Linked DNA regions of Zea mays: region 1 is linked to region 2. The links are chromatin contacts, called in public Hi-C maps. All regions are on one chromosome and are shown on one strand. Each heading gives the region's core, a stretch centred on a gene start, on an enhancer-like site or on the middle of the called end of the contact. The rest is flanking DNA. Distances are from core to core; before and after follow the strand shown.

The links. A called contact is a pair of places that touch in the nucleus more often than the background predicts.
Region 1: a contact with region 2 is called in a Hi-C map of tassel, with 4 times the contacts expected there. The contact joins the promoter of LOC100273103 here to the promoter of LOC100383604 in region 2. A contact is called at or near these places in 2 of 25 Hi-C or Micro-C datasets (ear and tassel).

What each region holds. Positions count from the first base shown.
Region 1 is chr6:99,391,417-99,394,594 of Zm-B73-REFERENCE-NAM-5.0, reverse strand. It overlaps LOC100273103, which reads right to left and starts at 1,274. Exons shown (of 10, transcript NM_001360206.1): 1 at 941-1,274. The coding sequence starts at 1,151. It also overlaps the pseudogene LOC109940478.
Region 2 is chr6:98,853,822-98,857,406 of Zm-B73-REFERENCE-NAM-5.0, reverse strand. LOC100383604 reads left to right here and starts at 1,500. Exons shown (of 4, transcript NM_001176252.1): 1 at 1,500-1,698.

The DNA of each region.
Region 1 (3,178 bases), core at 25-2,524, 540 kb before region 2:
CAAAAGCTTCTAACAGCATTATTAAGGCTCACTGACCATAGCATGAATCTCATCAAGATACAATGTATGATATCTTCCATATTATGTTCTTCTGAGGCGGGTTAAGCATTCAATTGAACATAAATGACCAATTGTCAACTGAAAAGAAGGCCAGGATAGAAATAGGATGTGTCATCCTCTGGAAGCAGTCAATCTCAAATTCTCAGTCTCAATAAATCTGCCCATGAGACACAATTGTAAAATCAAAATAATAAGCAGCAATGCCAAGATTATCTGCAATGAAATCAGGCTTGTTGATGTTTTTTTTTGTGTTCTGCAACAGCAAGCACTCAGTTTAAGTACCACCACACAGGAATCGTGGTGTATATGCACCAGAAGACAAAAAAATGAGATAACACGAACTGAGAAAAGATTCAGGTGTCAAACCATCATATTGCTATGCAATTGAAGTGTAGATTCTTCTCAACCACGAGTACAAACTATAAAGCCTCCCAGAACTGTCAGCTATTAACATCTGCATCCCCCATTTGTACATCCTCCAAGGATGCACTTGCAAGTTGTTATCATTATATAATTCTTGCAGTTGCAACTATCTTCCCTGTCTGCTAGCTCTTCTCCTGAGAACATATGATTCGGATCACATTGCCGGTTTGCTGCACCACTTTGGAGCCTCTACTCATCAACCAATCATCCCAATAACAAGATGGACAAGCAGGCAGAAGATGCATCTCTTTGAAGAAGAGCGCGCTGGTTTCTCTTGCTCGGATGAAACGTCCAAATAACTTAATCCGACAGATTGGCATGGAATCGACAACAATTTGGGTACGGCAAAACCCAGAAGCATACGGTAAGGCGATGCAAAACCTAAAACGACAAACTACGCGCAGATCGAGAATGGGAGCGAGAGGGAGAGACGGATGGAGGTGCGCGTGGTGCATACCAGGCCGAGGGCGAGGCTGGAAGGAGGCGCGAGGGGGCGGCCTCCGGAGCTCAGCCTCGCCGTGGGCGAACCCGCAGTTGGGGCGGGGGCAGCCGCCCCTGCCTCTCCATAAAGCGCACAGCTTCGTCTTGTACGCCGGGCCGCGGAAGGGAGGAGGGCCCGAGGCATCTGGGCTCCCACCTCTGTCCCTCTCCTTCATCCCCTCCCGCATGGCTCCGGAGCGCGGCGGACAGCAGCACCGCTTGCTACAGTCCAGACGGCGGCCGAGAGGATGAACCGAAGACAACGAATGACACAGGGAAAATGGGAGGGCAACAGGGAAGGCCGGAAGGGCCTATAGGCGGCCCATCCGTCCATGGAAGTCCCATTCTACCCATTAGGGTTCGTGATTCAAAATATTGTTCTAAAAATTAAAAAATTATATCATTTAAAATGTTTAAACAACTACGTATTTTAAAAAAGTAGATTACATTATTAAGAAAAAAATGTTGAGAATAATGTAGAAACAAAAATAAGACACTTGTACGTGTAGTATGTTTAGGTTACTTCATTATGTGTCATATATTTTTTATAAAAACGTAAAATATGTTTGTTGGAGCTGTGTTTTTTTTAATTGAATCCTACATTTCAAGATACGACACTAATTTAAGTCACTGTTAAAGATGCTCTCAGAAGCAAGGTAATGGGAAGGGACCGAAGGATCTTTTGGTGATAAGAAAATTGGAGATGAATGAGTAGGAAAGAATTTTATTCCCCCGTTTGGATGAGAGCAGAGGATTAAAGGAATTAAAATCATTATATTATTTAATTTTGAATAACAAAAAGATTTTAGCTTCTCAAATCGTTCGATCCCTCAAATCACAAACAAGCCTCCAATCCCTATAATTCCTTTATCTACAAAACAACCCTAGATAGACGTGGATGTGTAAAATATAATACCAAAAGTAACTATAGACGGTTTCAGCAGAGTGCATATACAAACGTGGAAAATATGATGGCCTTTCTGGTACCCTAAATCCACAAAATTGCCTCTTCTTCTCGTCTCTACTTGTGCATCCACATGCGCTCTTGTTCACACGCTCGCATTCCTTGAGAAAGCCTTAGGCCTTGTTCGTTTGTGTCGGATTGGTGGGTCGAAACAATTCCTACCCGGATTGCTTCTCTAATTTATATAAACTTTGATTAGCTGGAACGATTCCGGGTGCAATCCGATAGAAACGAACAAGCCCTTAGTTTGATTTGCTTCTTGTAACTAAAAAACAGCTTCCGGTCGCTAAAAACAATCCAAATTATCTCTCTGTCCCCATTCGAAGTGGTTTTAAAAATATTTTTTATCTTTTATTTGGTTAGAAGATTGGTGGATATATTTGATAATGTTCGTCTATTTCGATTTATGCAAAAAATTATTTGTATGGCGCGTATTTGTATCCAACAAGTAATTGGTATTTTTTTAAAAAAATAAACTTGACGGCTCAACTTTTGAGAGATCATCGACAACGATTACAACAACATTTAGAAGGAACGGTGCTAGTAAAAGCTCCTCTCTTAAACTATGTGCAACGGTATACTCTATATTTCTCTCTCTATATCCTACTCATGTGATATTTGAGTGTTCTCTCTCCTCCTATATCTATATTAGCATAATTGTACTTTGTTACGGTTGTTATATACTCACTTGGTCTTATAATATAAGGTGTAACCACTTTTTGTTCTTGTCTCATAAGCTCTCTCTATGTATATGTACATCGATGCAATGGTATATAGAGAATTAAATATATATATTTTGTATTTGAACTAGAGCTGATATGCCTTATATACTAGGACGAGGATATTGGGATATTTATTTAAATATAATTATTATCTCTACTAACTATTAAGGGCACAGTGTAGACTGCCCCCGCCCGCGGATCAGGCGCACGCACGCCCCGCTCGCCCCCCACTGCGATTCCCTCCCGCCCGCGGCGAATCCCCCGCCATCTGATCCGCCAACCGACCTCCCTCCCCGATGCGCATCGCCGCCAGCAGCAGCATGCACGTGAATCTCTCGCCACCACCACCCGCTGCGTCCGCTCTCAACAACCTCCGCCTCCATCGCCCAAGAACTCCTCCTCCCGCCTCGTGGGCCGTCGCAACCCCTCCTGCCTGTAGATCCACTCCGCCGCGAACCTCCCCATGCCTCCACCGCTCCTTCCGTACCTCCTCGGGACACACGGCCAAGCACCAAGCGATCAACTCGCT
Region 2 (3,585 bases), core at 251-2,750:
AGGAAGAAAGCCAACCAAGCGACAAGAGCAACAAAGAAACATAAGAACGATCCTCTCACAAGTCCTAAAGCACTAGAATTGAATTGGGGACTTTGATTGGATCGGTGGCTTTGATTTATGTCTTGGAGTATTGCACTTTGCTCTTCTATTGAATGAGGAGTGCTGAATGATTGGATGGTTGGAGTGGTGGTGGTTGAGGGGTATTTATAGCCCTCACCCACCAAAACAATCGTTGGGGTAGGCTGTTGTCGATGCGCGCTACCGGACTATCCGGTGCGCCAGCCACGTCACCCAACCGTTAGGGTTCTGGAGCAGACGACCGTTGGAGCTTTGTCTTCATGCGGCACCGGACAGTCCGGTGTCACACCGGACAGACACTGTTCACAGTCCGGTGCCCCTCTGACTTCTGCGCTCTGACTCTGCGCGTACTGTTCACCACTGTTCGCGGAGTCAGCGGCTTTTGCAGTCGACCATTGCGCCGAAGAGCCATTGCTTCGCTGGTGCACTGGACAGTCCGGTGGCACACCAGACAGTCCGGTAAATTATAGCGGAGCAGCGCTGGAAAAACCCGAGAGTGCCGAGTTCACTCTGGTACAGACCTGGTGCACCGGACACTGTCCGGTGACACACTGGACAGTCCGGTGCGCCAGACCAGGGCAGTCTCAAGGTTCTTGCTCCTTTGAATTTGAACCCTATCTTTAATCTTCTATTGGTTTGTGTTGAACCTTTATGCACCTGTAGAACATATAATATAGAGCAAACTAGTTAGTCCAATATTTATGTTGGGCATTTCAACCACCAAATTTATTTATAGGAAAATGTTTGACCCTATTTCCCTTTCACTTTTTGTTTCTCATTAATTTCATTTCATATGGCCATTTCTTTATTCAATCAACAAGTTGCCTTGGTCACCCAAATCAAGTTCTCATATTAAAAAAACAGGTAGATGTTCTCATAAGCTTGACAGGAAATAATATGTTGGAATTGCTTAACATAAGGATGCTGTCATGTTTCATGGCATATGATGGTATTCATGGTGCACCAATATACCACTGGGCTCTGAAAGTCACGCTTTCAAGAACTTAGAGCTTATGTACATCTAGAGTTCCAAATACATTTAAACGATTAATCGAAGTCAAACAATGTACACCATAGGACTAATCATAAAAGACCTCCATGCCCCAAAAAGCAAACCTACCATTTCCTGCGGGTATAAGTTCAGCTTAAAAAAGCATGGAATCTTAGATTGTCTCCAGTATAGTGTTTTCAGAACGTTCGATTAGTCACGATTAATCGGCGATTCATCGACTGATCGCCAGTGCCGATCAAGGGTAATGACGCGATCAGGCTTGATCGTCCGATTAATTTAGAAACGATCAGCCTGGCTGGATGGATTGAAATTTCGGCCCAATGGCCCACTTCACTTGTCCAGCGACCCAGCCCAGCTTCCTTTTTTTCCAATTCCCACGTGAGCAGAAGCTGCACAAGCACAACCAAGAGCCAACATAAAGCAACGCCCAGGCATACACGACACGAACCAGGCAACCAGCTGCCGAGGGAGGAACCCTAGCGGAACAGGTGACGGCGTCGCGCTACCGGTGACGGCGTCGCGCTACCGGTGACGGGGGATACGGCGGCATCGTCCCCCTCGGCCCCTCCTCCATCCCCGGCGCGGCGGCGCCAGCAGCCGTCCTGCAGGTACGGTCTCCAGTCTCCAGAATCCAGAGCTTGTCCCTTTTTTCTGGTGTGCTCTGTAGGTATGGGCGTATAGCTGTTGGCCTGTTGCTGCCCATGTCCATGTTTGTTGGTTTTCAGTTTTACTTAGATGCTGAAAGCCTGAAACCTTCCAGTGATTATTCGCTTCATGTTGTAGTATGGCTGTCAGCCTGTTGCTGCCCATGTCCATGGGCGTATCACGTATGGCTGTTTGCCTTGTTGAAAGCCTGAACCTGAAGCCATGTCCATGGGCGTGTAGTTATATATATGAAGGTTGATCGGTTCCTATAGCCCTGGACGATCAGGATTTCTGATTGACCGATCAGAGCCCGGTTAATCGGGCTGGTCCTCGACTAATCATGAGGAGCGATCAGCCGATCTGGAAACATTGGTTTGAGCCTAGGAAGCTGCAACTCTATAATACAGGTCTCGAGCAGCCCAAAATGCACAGAACTGGGATTCACAATTTGAATGAAAGTGACAGAGTTCACAACAAAGCTATATAACTAGAAAAACCAAAGCGGCCTATAGTTTGGGACAGGGAGTGGTAGTAGTAAAAAAACTAAAAAAAAATATGTAGAAGGCACATACTCTCTGGCCATGGCAACTAAGAAAATCTCCTGCATGGTCTGCTTTCAAGTGAGATAGAGCAGACTTGAGTGCCTTCCTCACAAGGTATCTTTCTTGTTGAGATCCCTGCTGTTCTTGCATAGCAGTGGCTAGAGAAAATCAAGGATCGACAGAAAATCCACCTTCTACATATAAATTGAAGCTTTCATTGGGAAAAAAGGCCTGTGAATGACCAAAAGAGTATGCAGTGCACAGTGTGAAAACGGGATATCATTCATGGTAAGTGTGAATAGCAATATCAATACGAGCAAATGTCATGTTATCCCACTCAAGAAAAGCATTTCCTTCATCACCCAGCAAACTTCCTTTTAACTTGAAACCATAGCTTTGCCAGCCTGTGCTCATCAACACATCAAAAGAGGACTGTGATATCTGACAAGGTACAAAATCTTCAAAATACAGAACCTACAATTGTTGCAACCAACGATGGCATAAACTGTCAGCTCAGTTGAATCATGATTAACTATAATATCACTGGACACGAAAAAGAATGCATATGGCTGTTGGCCTGTTGCTGCCCATCAGCCCATGTCCATGTTTGTTGGTTTTCAGTTTTACTTAGATGTTGAAAGCCTGAATCCTTCCAGTGATTATTTGCTTCATGCTGTAGTATGGCTGTTGGCCTGTTGCTGCCCATGCCCATGGGCGTATCACGAATGGCTGTTTGCCTTGTTGAAAGCTTGAACCTGAAGCCATGTCCATGGGCGTGTAGTTATATATATGAAGGTTGATTGGTTCCTATAGCCCTGAACGATCAAGATGTCTGATTGACCGATCAGAGCCCGGTTAATCATCGGACTGGTCGTCGACTAATCGTGATTTGTCGGCTGATCGCCCCTCTGGCGATCAGGAGCGATCAGCCGATCTGAAAACATTGCTCCAGTAGAGTGTGTAAAATAGGGGATGCGGAACTGTAGTCTGTAGATGACACCGTTTAACACTGTTTGCAGAGAGAAGTTTGAAATAGGGGATGAGATAGGAAATCTGCTGGAGATAGCCTTACACCAGGTGGTATCAGTTGGGGGTGAATGACTTATTGCTCCTAGCAGACTCTCATACTTGTGTTCCAACTGTACACCATTACAAGAAAGAAAAATGCAGATTATGGAGGAACGCTAATCTGTTTACAGTTCCGAAAGCTCCAATATGTGTGCGTGTGTGACATTGTAACCGAAATTTCTCATGTACTTCCTGTGCGTCCACAAATTTGTACATGAAGGGTTGGCAGTTGGCACATGC